Regions from separate parts of the Sus scrofa genome. Here all the other regions are linked to region 2. A link is a contact called in public Hi-C and HiChIP or PLAC-seq data. All regions are on one chromosome and are shown on one strand. Each heading gives the region's core, a stretch centred on a gene start, on an enhancer-like site or on the middle of the called end of the contact. The rest is flanking DNA. Distances are from core to core; before and after follow the strand shown.

What was found. A called contact is a pair of places that touch in the nucleus more often than the background predicts. HiChIP or PLAC-seq counts read pairs in DNA pulled down with a chosen protein or histone mark.
Region 1: a contact with region 2 is called in a Hi-C map of skeletal muscle, with 5 times the contacts expected there. The contact joins the enhancer-like site here to the promoter of ACVR1 in region 2. A contact is called at or near these places in 1 of 5 promoter capture datasets (liver), 11 of 47 Hi-C or Micro-C datasets (alveolar macrophages, embryonic fibroblasts, fetal heart ventricle and 6 more) and 1 of 2 datasets of contacts at active chromatin or transcription factors (skeletal muscle).
Region 3: an H3K27ac HiChIP or PLAC-seq map of skeletal muscle shows a contact between it and region 2. The contact joins the enhancer-like site here to the promoter of ACVR1 in region 2. A contact is called at or near these places in 1 of 5 promoter capture datasets (liver), 14 of 47 Hi-C or Micro-C datasets (brain, embryonic fibroblasts, fetal skeletal muscle and 5 more) and 2 of 2 datasets of contacts at active chromatin or transcription factors (alveolar macrophages and skeletal muscle).

The regions. Positions count from the first base shown.
Region 1 is chr15:64,993,645-64,998,443 of Sscrofa11.1, forward strand. No RefSeq gene overlaps it. Among named protein-coding and RNA genes, the nearest start is that of UPP2, 93 kb to the right of the region's middle. Within about 2 kb of position 2,512, at least 8 of the 83 cell types and tissues checked have an H3K27ac peak or open chromatin away from gene starts, as enhancers often do. A contact at or near this core is called in skeletal muscle, where this site is marked.
Region 2 is chr15:64,890,200-64,894,722 of Sscrofa11.1, forward strand. ACVR1 (activin receptor type-1) reads right to left here and starts at 1,454. Exons shown (of 11, transcript XM_001927798.7): 1 at 1,302-1,454.
Region 3 is chr15:64,802,077-64,806,499 of Sscrofa11.1, forward strand. All of the region lies in intron 3 of ACVR1 (activin receptor type-1), which reads right to left. Among named protein-coding and RNA genes, the nearest start is that of ACVR1, 87 kb to the right of the region's middle. Within about 2 kb of position 2,540, at least 14 of the 83 cell types and tissues checked have an H3K27ac peak or open chromatin away from gene starts, as enhancers often do. A contact at or near this core is called in alveolar macrophages, fetal skeletal muscle and skeletal muscle, where this site is marked.

The DNA of each region.
Region 1 (4,799 bases), core at 1,262-3,761, 100 kb after region 2:
AGTGATACATTGTCAAGACCAGGATCTAAAAAGACATGAAAGTTCTCAAAAATGGGTTAAAGAGGCTGTAAATTTAAGTAGTAATTGGCTACAGGAGTCCTCAAGAAAAGTTAATGGGAAGTAAGAATATTTCGAATTCAAAATCCTCTGAGGCTTTCCCTAGAGATGAGAAATTATGATTTTTTTTTAAAAAAGACTTTGTGTCTCTTTAATATGATGTAGTCCCCCTTATTTGCAGGAGGTACGTTCCAAAACCCCCAGTGGATACCTGAAACCCTGGATAGTACCAGGCCTTATATAAGCTATGATTTTTCATATACATACATACCTATGATAAAGTTTAATTTGTAAATTAGACACAGTAAGAGATTAACAACAATAAACAATGATAGGATAGAATTATTATAACAATTTCCTATAATAAAAGTTAAGTGAATGTAGTCTCTCTCTCAAAATGTCTTTCACAAATTTAATGCCATTTTCAACTTAACTAAGCACTTTATCACTCACTGTGGCCATAATTTTGCAGTCTGAGGTACGACAGCAAAAACAGCACAAATTTCTTTTTCCTTCTTCACAATTTCTTACCACAGGTCTTAGCTCAGCATAGTTTCCCTAACCTTATTGAGAACTTTCACCTTTCCACTTAAAGGAAGCCCTTTACAGCTTCCCAGCTTCCTTTGGGCGTATCTTAATTGCCAGCACCATTATTCTTGCACCTTGGAGTCATTAGTAAGTAAAATAAGGGTTACTTGAACACAAACACTGAAATACCACAAACACAGTGGATCTGATAACCAGAGAGGGCTACTCTGGGACTTACAGGTGATGCGCAGATTAAAGGGAAGATTCAAGTCCTGGGCAGGGCACCCAGAGAGACGTAATCACGCTATTCAGACCCTCGCGAGATTTCATCATGCTCCTCAAAATGGCTTGCAATTTAAAACTTACAAATTGTTTATTTCTGGAACTTTCCGCCTATTATTTTGAGACCGTGGTTGACTGAGTAACGGAAGCCACAGAAAGCAAAAGCTGAGATGAGAGGACAACTGTACATATGTCTATTCATGAAACTTTGCCAGAGTGTTTCAGGAATGCCAGTCTAAAGGGTAAATTGACTATTTTGAGAAGATCGTTACTTCTTTAGCTTATTAGAAATAAGCCAATGTGAGATTAGTAATTATCTTTCAAAATGCTAAATTACTTATTTGATTCTGTGGTATTCCAGGCATACAGTAGGTGTTCAGTCAATGTTTGATGAATTATAAAGAGTACCTAAATAGCTTTTACCAGTTCCGGAGAAGTGGAAAGGAATGCTATTTGACGTGGGTTAGCACTGGAATTTTTCCTAAATACACAGATGTTTGAAGGCTTTACTCAATAAAATACTGTACTAGTACAATGAAGTTAGTGGGTATCTTGTTTCCCCAAAGTTAATGACTTTCTCAAGCACTTGGCTTTCTTACCATATGATTAGTCCCATTATTTCTAGGCCAATCAATAGGCATGATTCCAAGATTAAGAGCAATTCGGATCATTATTCTCCTTTCATCACATATCCATTATTTTCTGTTTGAATAAGACCTGTAATCAGGGTTATTTACCAATCTTTATGGTGAAACTTTAAACCACTGATTATTCCTGTCTTCGCAGGTATTAAACGCCATTTCAACCATCTTTTCAATAATTTTGTAGTAGCTAATGAAGTCCATTTTTCCAGATTTTTCAGTCCACTGACGGTATATTGAACCCCCAAGAGTCTTTAAAAAGTATGTTGTTTAATTGGTGGCAGCTGTTCCTTAGGAAGTTACCTAAGTATATAAAAGTGTTTTTGCCATTTAATAGCCTTAAAAAAAACAAAACAAAACATACACACACAAAGTTACTCTTAACATATATATGGAGTACATATAAAGGTCCCCTGAAGTTCTTTGATAGCAAACATTTCAAATATAACTAACATACACAAGAAATTATAGGACAGTATCCTTTAATTTGGGATTTAATTACTGAAGCTTAAAATATATATATTCTTTTGGTACTGTGGATAGATATCTTCAAGAGAAATTACTAATTCTTTGTAGTTAATTCTAAAGCATGTACATTCTATATTACTTGAATGCAACATTTTCCTGCTTTGTCCTTGAATTCTTTCCAGAAATCATTAAGTACTGGATACATACAGTAATAGAGATATGCTTAAATGTCACTATTAATCCAGTTTATAACCACTAACTTCTTACATGAGAAATTTCAAAAAGAAACGCTTACACAGACATCTAATGTCCAAAAGAACCAGAGCCAAATATAATGACTTTACAGCTGAAAGACAGCCAACATGCACATTTTCTGAGTGTGGTTTTACCGAGAGTCTGCACGCAGATGAAATATGAATTTTAAAAACATAATCTTCATGGAAAAAGTCCTTCTTGTCATAGCACTGGGCTGACTTTCAAGCCAAGGTCAAAGTCCTTTCTGCAGGTCTATTTTTAGGTTTTCCATTTCTCACCAGGACGCTCTTGGTTTTGCATTAGTGGGACACAGGCTGCATCGTGCTGCAGAAAGAGGAGGGACGCCTCCCCTCTGCAGCTTTCCCTGCTGCTGTCCGCAGACTCTGCAGACTCCCTGCCTCTGCATCCCAGGGGTCAATTGTCACGCTCCAGCTGCCCCCCAACCCCACCCCCTGTGGTTACTTTGCCCCATTAAGCAGGGTGTTCCTGAGATAGCAAAGGCATACTTGGCACTCTCCCTCCTTTTGTCTCTCGGATTTTCTGAGACAGGGGCAACCTCATGTGAGTGTTATTAATCAAGAATTGTCTAGATCTTCAAACTAAACCTGAAGGAAAAAGTAGTGAGGTCAAAGTGATTAATTTAGATTGAGATGGAAGAGATCAGGATAGAAGAGCCTGTTGATAGAAAATGTCAAACGCCATTCATTTATTTTTGAAATTGATTACAGAGCACATAGAAGACTGTAATAAAATAAATAAATAAATGCATTTCCCTTTCATATTATGGCCTTTCACTGAAAGAGACAGAGGAATGAAGAGAAAGGATCAGGAAGAAAGACAAGCAAGCAAACTTGATGTGGGCAGGATCTCCTCCGAGGGGAAAACATCTAATAATAAGCACATATATTTTTCTCTAAAAAGATCACTTGTTTTTTAAGAGGAGTATTTTCTTTAAATTTTTTTTATTAAAGTGTAGTTGACTCGCAATGTTGTGCCAATTTCTGCTGTACAGAAAAGTGACCTAGTCATACATATATGTACATTCCCTTTCTAAGAGGAGTATTTTCTAAATTTGTTATAAGCAGTGATTTGATTTTATAAAAATTTAGAAGCATAGACATCCATAAAACATTTTTTTCCTAGTTTTCAATGAAGAAAGATATAAATAATGCTGTTCTGGATGTTGGAGTATATTGTAGCCACTCCTCATGCCCCCACAAAAGTTTACTTTCATTGCATAGCAGCCCCATCTGGTGGTTATCTGTAAACTTTCCACTAAAGATACGTTGCATTTTCACAGTTCTGGGCATAAGTGGGATCCTCTCTTAATTTTCCCAGTAGGTGAGATGAAGTTAAGCAGGAAAGACAGAAGAGCAGGCATCAATTCAGTTTAAAAGGCCACAGATTGGAAAGGGGAATACGTGGCAGGGATTCAGTAAATGCAGGTTGAATTAATGTTGAGTGAAGTGGGAGTTGTGCTAAAAGCTGAGAGCGAGTGTGGTGAGGCCCCTAATGAACCTGAGAAAGCATTTGACCTTGCACTTCTCTGCTTCACTAGACCTGGGAGACTGGCTTACCCATCTCTGTAGCCTGACCTCTTAACATAGCTTTGCAGTGTCAGGCCCCTGCCCTGGGAGCACACTGGATTTACATGGCTGTGTTTCAGCTGGAGGGAATCCAGCAGCCAGCAGGACAGAACAAGTGATCAGCTCAGGGAGAGTGGAAGCAGGACTCTTTTTTCATCCTGTTTGCCTTTTTTTTTTTTTTTTTTTTTTTAAGGGCTGCATGTGCAGCATATGGAAGTTCCCAGGCTAGGGGCCAAATCGGAGCTACAGCCGCCGGCCTACGCCACAACCATGGCAACACCAGATCTGAACTGCAACTGTGACTTACACAGTATGTGATGGCAGCGCCAGATCCTTAACCCACTGAGCGAGAACAGGAATTGAACACGTGTCGTTGCACAGACAACGTCCGGTCCTTAACCCGCTGAGCCACAACAGGAACTCCTCTCCTCTGCTTCTTAACTGGCTCTTTGCCACTTCCAGGCCCACATCTTCATAGCTCTCTAACTAGTGGCAACAGGCATGTGATAATATTAGTTCTTTCTCCTGAGAAGGAGGAGGGTGCTTACCTATCGGTCTCCTCTGCATCTTTAGGTATCTGGTCAAAAACGCCTTCACGCGGGAGTAAAGGGAGCTCTGAGGGGAGAACAGCAAAGGAGCACATGCTGGGGAGGGGAAATTTTGTGCCGCTTGTTTGGACAGAAGGCAAGCCCAGGGGTTTTATTTTATGTTGTTTACGCAGGAAAGTCACAGATAGGGGCTTCCCAAGAGACTGTCTTCTGTAGCCACTGTCTGCTCCAAGCCATTCCAAGAGCTGCCTCTTACTCCCACAGCTGGCAGAAGCTGCTTCTGCCGGGTCCCTGATGGGGAAAAACTGAGCTATTTAGGATTGAACTGCCCACCTACTGTTAAGTAATGTTCTGTCTCCAGCGCAGTCTTTCCATGGAGGAAAATGTGCTGTAAATGTGCTGTACACTTGGCTGCAGCCTCGCCTACGCATTTG
Region 2 (4,523 bases), core at 204-2,703:
GACATACTATAGTGTTTCCATTTAAGGCCCGCCACTTGGATCAGCCCATCTCTTGAAATTTCTTACCACTACCTTTCCAGGAAGAATTTTTTTGGGGGGAAAGGGAGGTGGTATCTATTTTTTGCCACCGCCTTTCCTTGAGCTGTCAGAGCAGTCTGCATCTCTGGGACAGGATTCTTTTAAAACCACTGGGTTGATCTGTGTCTAAATGCCAGGGCTTCTTTTCGAAAATACAAAAAATCTCTATGAAACAAGTTTCTTTTCTCATCATCTAACCTCAATCACAGACACACACTTCAAAAAAGAAAGCAAAGAAAGCCCAATAAAATTAACATCCACTGTATTACTTGGCTACCTCTCTCCCAGAGCCGTATTAAGCACAACTTTTTCACCAAGACTTTTCCTCTGCTAGGAGGTTGAATGTTTTTTTTTCCCTAAGTAGCTTCCTCTATAGCTTCTCTCCCCTGCAAAGAGCGTTCAAAACTCCGGAGGAAAAGGGGGGTCGGAGCTGAGTGGGAGACAGATCTGGCACAAACTGGGCAGAGCTGAGATACTCAAGAACCCGACGGGTTAGTGAGTCCAACAGTCCGAGGCCCACATATATCAGCGCGCCCAAGGTTCTAGCCTCACTGTTTTGGTTACAGTGTTGAAGGAAGGGTTTTAAACTTGGCAAAGTACCGTGCAACATCTGTAACCACATTTGCCTTCTGGGGATCGGAAGATGAATCCCACATTCCTGGCTTTGAAGCTTTTTGAAACTGCAGCTAGGAAGAACGGAGGGAGGGAGGGCATTGAGCAGAGTTTATTGGCTGTCTCTCCAGCAGAAAATTCCTCTTGGAAGAGACGGATATTTTGAAGGTGGGGGGTGATTCGCCCATCCCTTTACTCTCTACGAAGCTCAGCTAGGAAGGTGAGCCCCGTGGCCAGGCGGCCAGATCGATTTACAAGTCAGAGGCGCACACCCTGAAGGAGTTCACTACATGCATATGCGCACACACATACATACATACATATACACACACACACACACACACACACACACACACACGACCACCCACTCCTTGCCTCTGCCCTCTCCCATATCCCACTGGCAGTTCAGGGCCACAGCAAGACAGTTTTTTTCCGCGGCTGCTTCCCCCACCAAGAGTGGATCGGCTTGGGGGAGAAAGGAATGAAAGCGAGGGGGAAGCACCGCTGACGCCCACCCTCCCACCCCCATTCCCTGCCCCTTCTCCTGCCTAGGCTCCCTCCTCCCACGGTCCTCCGGTCTCTGGCAGGGGCGGCCGGCGACCTGCCCTCACCTCTGGTCCCGCGGCGGCGGGGGGCTGAGCCGGGGAGGCGGAGTGCGAGCCAGCCGGGCGCTGCAGGTCGGCGCGGCGCGGGGCGGGGCGGGGCGGTGCAGCCGGCGAGGGAGCCCGGAACTCCGCGGGGCCGAGGGCGGGCGACCGGCCCCGAGCGGCGGCGGCGGCGGCGGCGGCGGCTGCGGCGGGCGGGTACGGCGAGCCGGTGCTGGGGGCCAGGGGCTTTCCAGCCCTGGGGCCGGTGCGGCTGGCCGAGGAGCAGCCTGGCAGAGACAGCGGCGGCAGCGGCAGCGGCAGCCACCCCGGGAAAAGAGCCGGGGGAGGGAGGGGAGGCGGGGTGAAGAGGAGGCGGAGGAGAAGGAAGGGGAGGAGGGCGGGCGGAATAAACTTCCCGAGGCGCTGCGGACAGGGCTGGGAGGACTGCAGCGGGCGGGGCGGGCCGGGTGGGGGCTGGCCGGGGGGCGGCGGGGGAGTCGGTCACTGAGAGTAGAAAAGTTCCCCCAGCGCCGAGGGGGAGGCTGCGGCGGCGGCGGCGGCTGCAAAGAGCAGGAGCGGGAGCGGGAGGAGCGGGAGGAGGAGGAGAAGGAAGTGGCTGCGGAGCGCTCGGCCAATGAGTGTCTGGAGCTGTGATTAACCAGGCAGCAACACATCATTTCCTCCCGGCGCGGTTCCAGGGAGCCGGGAGGGAGAGGGAAGGCGGCGGGGCGGGGCCGTTCCCGCGCCCCCTGCAGGCGCCCGGCCCGGGGCGAGCCCGCCGAGCCCCGCCGAGCCTGGCCGAGCCGCCCCCGGCGCGCCCCACGCTGTCTGGCCAGCCCAGAGGAGGCTGCGAGCGCGCCTCCCGCGGGGCTCCTTCGAGGCGGGGAGGCGGCGGGGCAGGCCTGAGCCGGGCTCCCGCGGCCAGGGTGGGAGGCAGAGAGGCCGCACGGCGGGGTGAGAGCCCAGGTAGGCGCGGGCGGGGCTGTCTGGACAGCTCCCGGGGGCGCGCGGGGTGGGCGGGCCGGCGGGCGGGCTGCCTCCCCGGCCCGGGACTGCGGGTTGCGAGCGGTTGGAGTCCTGCCTGGCCGACTGGATTCTCACAGAGAAGCCTCGGCATTCTCATCCAGGCCATTTCTGACCTGCCTTCAAATCCCCTTCCACTTTGCTCATTTCCCCTCAAGGTCTGGGGTTATGCAAGAGCTTGCCATTTTCGCAGTACACCTCCTTATTTAAAAAAAAAAAAAAAAAAAATGGGGGGGTACAGGGGCGGGGGTCTGCGGTAACCTACCGCTGTCCTAGGCGCCATGAGAGCTTACAGTGGAAAGGAAGGAACATTCCCCGCCACAGAGAGGCTGACAACCTCGGTCCTTGGATACACAAAAACACTCCAGTGTTCTAATATTATCCAGAGCATCAAAAAGGCATGCGAGGATCGAATTTTGCATGGTGCCTGCAGAGTGTAAGGAAAGCACCAGGCCATTTTCTCTACCCTCTAGAAGTTTAGAATGTATAACCCCATCACAAAGCCAAATATAAGCGTGAAACCAATAACTGGGAATACCATAAAGTATTTTTATCTCTGCAGGTTCATTCATGCAGCAGGCATTTACTGGGTGACTGTCTGCTGTACTGCAAAAGGTTGCAAAGAAAATGGAAGATCTGGTCCCTGCAGGTCAGGAGTTGACAATTTAATTAGAAACACAAAGCAAATATACATGAAACTGCTAGAAAAGAATACCTAGGTATTATATAAGCACAAAGATGCAGAAGGCTGGGGCATTTTTCCATAAGGGGAAGGGCTTTATGATTGGTGAGAAACAGGAGAAGAAATTCCAGGTCAATCAAACAAGAATCCTTGTATGTATCCTCCCTCTGTAGAACAATGTGACAGAGACCTAAGTGTCAGCCCTGCCACTTAAAAACTGTATGATCTTGGGCACGTTTTTAACCCAAGACACATTTTTAACGTGAGACAGGGAATATAGCCTGTCTCATGAGGTTTATTGTGTAGTTCAAATGAGATTACATACATGTGGGAACTTCCCAAGTTGTGTAAATATGCCTCAGTCCGGTCCATTTTTGGAGTCTTCAAGTTACTGACCTCTTCTTAGGAACCTTTATAGTATCCTCTAGGCTGTAAGCTCCCTGAGGGGAAGGACCAGGTTTGGTTATGTCTACTGTGTATCATCATCCCTAACAGAGTGGCACAGTAAAGGTTTGCTGAGTAAGTGAATAAATGAACTAATGAACCCTGTTATGCTTTCAACTGTTCCTTTTATCTCTTTATTATGTGGCTGGCTCAATGCAAAGCCCTCTAACTCAACCCTCTTGTGACTAAGGTTGTATTCCAGGAGACTCTCTGGGAGGATTCTGGGTAATTCTTCTGACCTTGTAACAGATGAACTGATTGAGTAATTGTGTGTGTGTAAAACAAGAATATACACAAGAATACAGCCCTTCACACAAGCCCCACTCACACAAGGATAAAGCCCCAATATAGTCCTTTGGCTTGGATACCTTAATCCAGGGTTTCTCAACCTTGGTATTATAGACATCTTTGACTGGATAATTGTTGTGGTGTGCTGTCCTGTGCAGTGTAAGTGGTTGTGCACCATCTTTGACCTCTATCCATTCGATGTAAATAGGATACCCTCCACAGTTGTGACAACCAAAAATGTCTCTGGACATTGCCAAACTAGGGGGTTGAGGGTGGGCCTAGAGATGACTCTCAGTTGAGAACCACTGCCTTACCCTGACATCTAATCCATTGGAAAATCACACCAGTAAAATAACTTGGAGGAAATATATCTTCTGTTATTCTAAGATTCACAGATCTCCTCCATCATATGTTTCAAGGAGCACGACTCTTGTTAATTAATTGCCTGCTGCATTGTGAATTGGCAACTCTTCTGTTTTCTGCATATCCTCCTCCTTTACGCCCAGATCAACATGTTCATTTCTAAAAGTCAACAGCTTTCAAAAACTATTAGGAAACAGGGTCTTGAGCAACCTGAGTCCTGTATAATATTTTCCTATAAAATTGGGAGAATTTATTCCATAAAATTTTGCAGATTGCGATTCAGAATATAAATCGTAACTTTGGGAAATCATTTCATTTAAAATATCTAAGTAACTACATTGAGTGATTGTCTCTCATCTTGAAGCCATTTCTTTTCGGCCCCAAGAGTTTTCCTTACATAGTGGTATAAAAGAACATGGCTTATTAAAACTTACAAAGCAAAAACA
Region 3 (4,423 bases), core at 1,290-3,789, 87 kb before region 2:
CATAGCAAAGTCTTAGCTTTCACACGTGTCATGTCCGTGAAGCAGCTCCTTCATACGGGGGAAAACAATGACCCCTTTCTTCATTTTGTCTTCAAACTTCTTGAATCGTTGCATCAGGGAAACAAATGATTATGAGGCCTAAAGAAAAGTACCTCTTAAGGAATTTTTTCAGAGACCACAATATACCCCCAACTCCACCTCACCCTTAAATTTTGGCAATTCCTGCACCGGAGAGTGAAGCTCTACTTATTGGGAGAATAACAGAAAGTACCACAGACTGAAGGGAGGGCAGAAAAGAGCTGAGGATTTATAAACATTCGGAGAAGTCATTCCCTATTGAGGTTTCCAAGACAGCCAGTGATGAGATTCATTTCAGAGTGTCTCAGTCTCTTAGAAGTTCCGTTCAGAGTGTGAAGAAGTGCTTGGGACTCGCTCTGGCCGTCTCCCTCTTCTCCCGCGATACCCGGGGAGTGCACGGCTGCTCCAGGGAGGGTTTCCTACCCAGGCTCTATCTTGAAAATTCTGGTTTTATAGGCAACCTTAAATGAGGGCTGTACATGGGACCAGACAGCAGAGAAGGCCCTCCTAGATCCCACCTCTCTTTTCCTTCCAGTGCCCTACTAGACCTTTTTCTCTGGGAACCAGGGACAGAGCCTCAAGGCTGCCAATCTTTTCTCTACTTACCACCAGCAAGCCGCCACCACACCCCCACACCCCTTCCGGAAGCTTTCAAACCACAGAGATAAACCCTTCAAAAGATGGGCAGGGCTCCAATTTGTTAACAACAAGTCTTAGAATGCCAGCCTCAAGGCATCGTGGCACCCAAAGCTAATGCGAAAATGTCTAGAGTTAGTTAAGTTCAGCTGATATCCTCTGCTCTAGCTCCCCATAGTACCCCAGCCCGAGAAAAAAGCACAGAGGGAACAAGGTAATGTCTAGACAATTTTCTTTCCAGCCCAGATGAAGCCAGACAGAGTTTTTTCAAGGGTGAAAAACAGGGGTAAAGCCCAAGTTTTTGATATTGCTATCATCCCATCTCCCAATCAAGGGAGGCCCTTCCAGGTCCAGAACTCCATGAAAGGTCAATAAAGAATGGAATCCCATGTCTTCAGTCCCACAAATACATGCCTCATGCATATGCATTCCAGCCTTAATAACTGGATCTTTGCTTTGTCTCTTTACCCCATCAATCTAATTAATATGGTCCACAAGGATTCGTGAACTTCCAAATTCAACACACTTAGAAGACTGGATTCTTCATCATAGACTAAAGATCCTACAATCACCATGAGACAGTTGAGAAATGTTCATTTTGAACTTATTCCCTTTTACCCCTGAGCCCACAGAAAGGTTCCAGGTGCCTACACTCAAGGTGGAAAGAGAAAGCATTTCTTCAGAGGGCTGAGAACCAGAACTGGCTTCTCAAACACCCCTCCCTCACTCCCCTCATCTCTGTGGCACAGCACACCATTCCCAGCTTCCACAATAATCTTGGACCTTGGCAGAAGAAAGGCAGCTAAATCTGAGATGTGTCACGAGGCCACTGGCTGGAGAGCAAGAATATCTAAACACAAACCAAGGCGAGAGCAACCGGCCAGGGTTTCCGCAGACTCCCTTTGGCTCCGGTGGCTGTGGAGCAGTGATGGCCTAAAGATAACCCAAGTCTCTAAGAAGGGTCACTTCTAAATAGCAGCTTTAATACCACCAGTCATTTCAGAAGTATTTCCTTCCAGAGCCTGCTTCCATCCACACTGGTGTGCCAAGCCTACCCGATGGTGGCAAGCCCGCCGAAGAGATGAAAGCCCAGAAGGAAATGGAAAGAGTCCCAAAGGGAAAAAGACAGCTCCTAACATGCTATGATTCTGTTCTGTGCCCGCACTTGGATTGCTGAGAAAGACTAATCTAGCAAAGAGACACCTTATAGAAGTGATCTACTGTCAATCATTGGGAATTAAAGAGCAGGCAGAAAAGTCAAACAAAATAGTTTGACCCTGTGCCTCCACTGAGGCAGGTAAATCAGGATGGCTGCCACTAGGAGTTTCGTCAGAAAGCCTTTTCCTCCGAGAGGAAACATTTACCTCTTGGTCTGTTTGCTGGACCACAGTTTGGCTGAGCAAGGAAAATTGTATGGCGTCTTCAGCACATACTGTGCATACGCAGCCACTGTGGTCACCCACTGACCACAAAAGTGTCCACTGAACTGCTCAGAAGGGCCTGCTGCTTTTTTGTTTCCTTTTAAGCCATGGCCAAAGTTCCCAATATCTTCCTGAGACCCACTGAGATCCACTCAGCCCTCACCTGTCCACCAAGTGAGCCCACACTGTCCTAATGGCAGGTGGCAGGGGCTGGTGTACAGGCGACAGGTGCGCAGTGGGCTATTTTCAGTTGCTATCAGCTCCATCTTGAGCTGCACATGCTCAGTAGGGCAGGCAAGTTCTGGTTGCATTTCAAACTCTGGGCAGCCAAGAGACGTACACCTTTCACAGCTGCCAGGGCAACCAGCTGCCCAGTGCTCCTCCCAAGACGGGAGCAATGAAAACAGTGTAACCTGGCCAGCCACCATGCCAGTGAGCAAGCTGTACCTCTCATGTCACTGCCGGGGTTATTCTGAGCGGGGCTTATTGACACTCCATGGCAACACAGGAACAAAGGGCCAGCTAGAGGGATTTAAATGTCTTGCAAAAGTTGCTAGAAAAGTCAGCAGCTCAGCCTTCTGTTTTCATAATAAAAGCAGCAGTGGGATTATTATTAGGTTACTGTCGTCTGCCGCTGTTATTATTATTTGTGACTACCTGTCACAAAGGTCTACTCTTGGAACTAAGGTTTTGTTTTTGTTTTGTTTTTGTTTTGTTGGTCACCATCAAGTTGCTATAGTTGGGATGCCTTTGAAAAGGAAGTATGTGGGCCTGTCTGCCCCAACCCTGTGGGAGGACTAGTTTTTCCTGTCCCTTCACCTCTCATCTGGCTGTACATAGCCTGGGATCCATTTCCACCACACAACTCTTTCAAAGCACCCAAACTGCACATGACTAATCTTCCAAGAGCTCTCCCTGCCCTAGGATCCAAGACAAACACCTCAGGCACAAGGCCCTGCCAGACTAGTGGGGCCTCCACTCTCAACCCAAATGCCTTCTAGAGGCTGCTCTGGCCATGATGGACCGCCCCGATGGTATCCGTTCCTCTGCCTAAAAAGTCCTCAGTCCTTCCTTTGCTGGTCTAATGCCTGTTCATCTTTGAAATCCAGCCTTCCTGGAAGGCAGTCCCCAATCCCAGCCCAGTGTGACAAGAAGGCCCTTTCTGTTGATACCCCCAGTACTGTGCTGTAATCTTTATCTCCTCCAACTCAACTGTGACTCCTTTACAGCAGGAACCCCTACTTCTAGGTATGTGGACATCACCAGTGCTATCCGTGTGCTCAAGTTGATTTATCAACTGGAAGAATGTAAGCTTGTCTTCTAACTGAATCTCTTTTACCAAACTCAGAATAAATTCTTTGAAAGGATGTGCTTTCATATCACATGCCCAGCCCAGATCAGTTCCTCAGTCTCTTATTATCTTTTTTTATTACAATAATTATTATTGTAGCCAACATTATTCATTCGTTTGTCAAATATTCATTGAGCTCCAACTACATGCCAAGCACTGTCTTAGATACTGGGGAGAAAACAAAGAATGTCACCAAGCGTCGCCTCTCACTTTGCATAGATGACTCTGCACCACCACCCACTTACTGTCCAGTGTGGTGCTGTGGTAACAGCTCTTGAGAGGCGCAATAACCTCTACATGGAAAGACACAGTAAAAAGAAAATAGCTCATGACAGTGTTTGATTCTGTCACTCTCCTGAGAAAGGCTTGATTCCTATGCATGGCCCAGATCCCTCCTTTCAGAAGATGCTCTTTGATCAGCCACACCAATTTAACTATCAAAAATTAGCCTAACCTTTTGCAAAATTGACAATGTGAAGCATATGAACTAGGACATGATATAAAAGATAAACAGAAGCCATGATTCTGTGACTCTACATAGCATTCTGAAGCACTAACTAATCCACCACAGTAGTCAAATTCTAAACTGGGCTGTGGGTTTGTTTTTTTTTTGTTTTGTTTTTTTTGGGGTTTTTTTTTTGTCATATCAACTCTTTCCAGCTTTCCTGGATGGGCCTGCTTTTTTGGGGGAGGGTTTTTTTTTTCCCCCATTCAAACTGGCTTGGTTATAAGTACCAGAATTTGGAAGGTAAAACACAAAAACAAATGCAGCAAATAATACACAAAAGAGACCATCTCCCACTCAAAATCACCATTTGAATAAAGAAAAATACAGGCAGAGGTTTTAGTTTTTGTTTTAAGATGAATTTCACCACCCGCTTCCAAGAGGAATTTCTCATTCTGTCTCCTTTTCCTTCTCTCCTTCCCACATCCACCA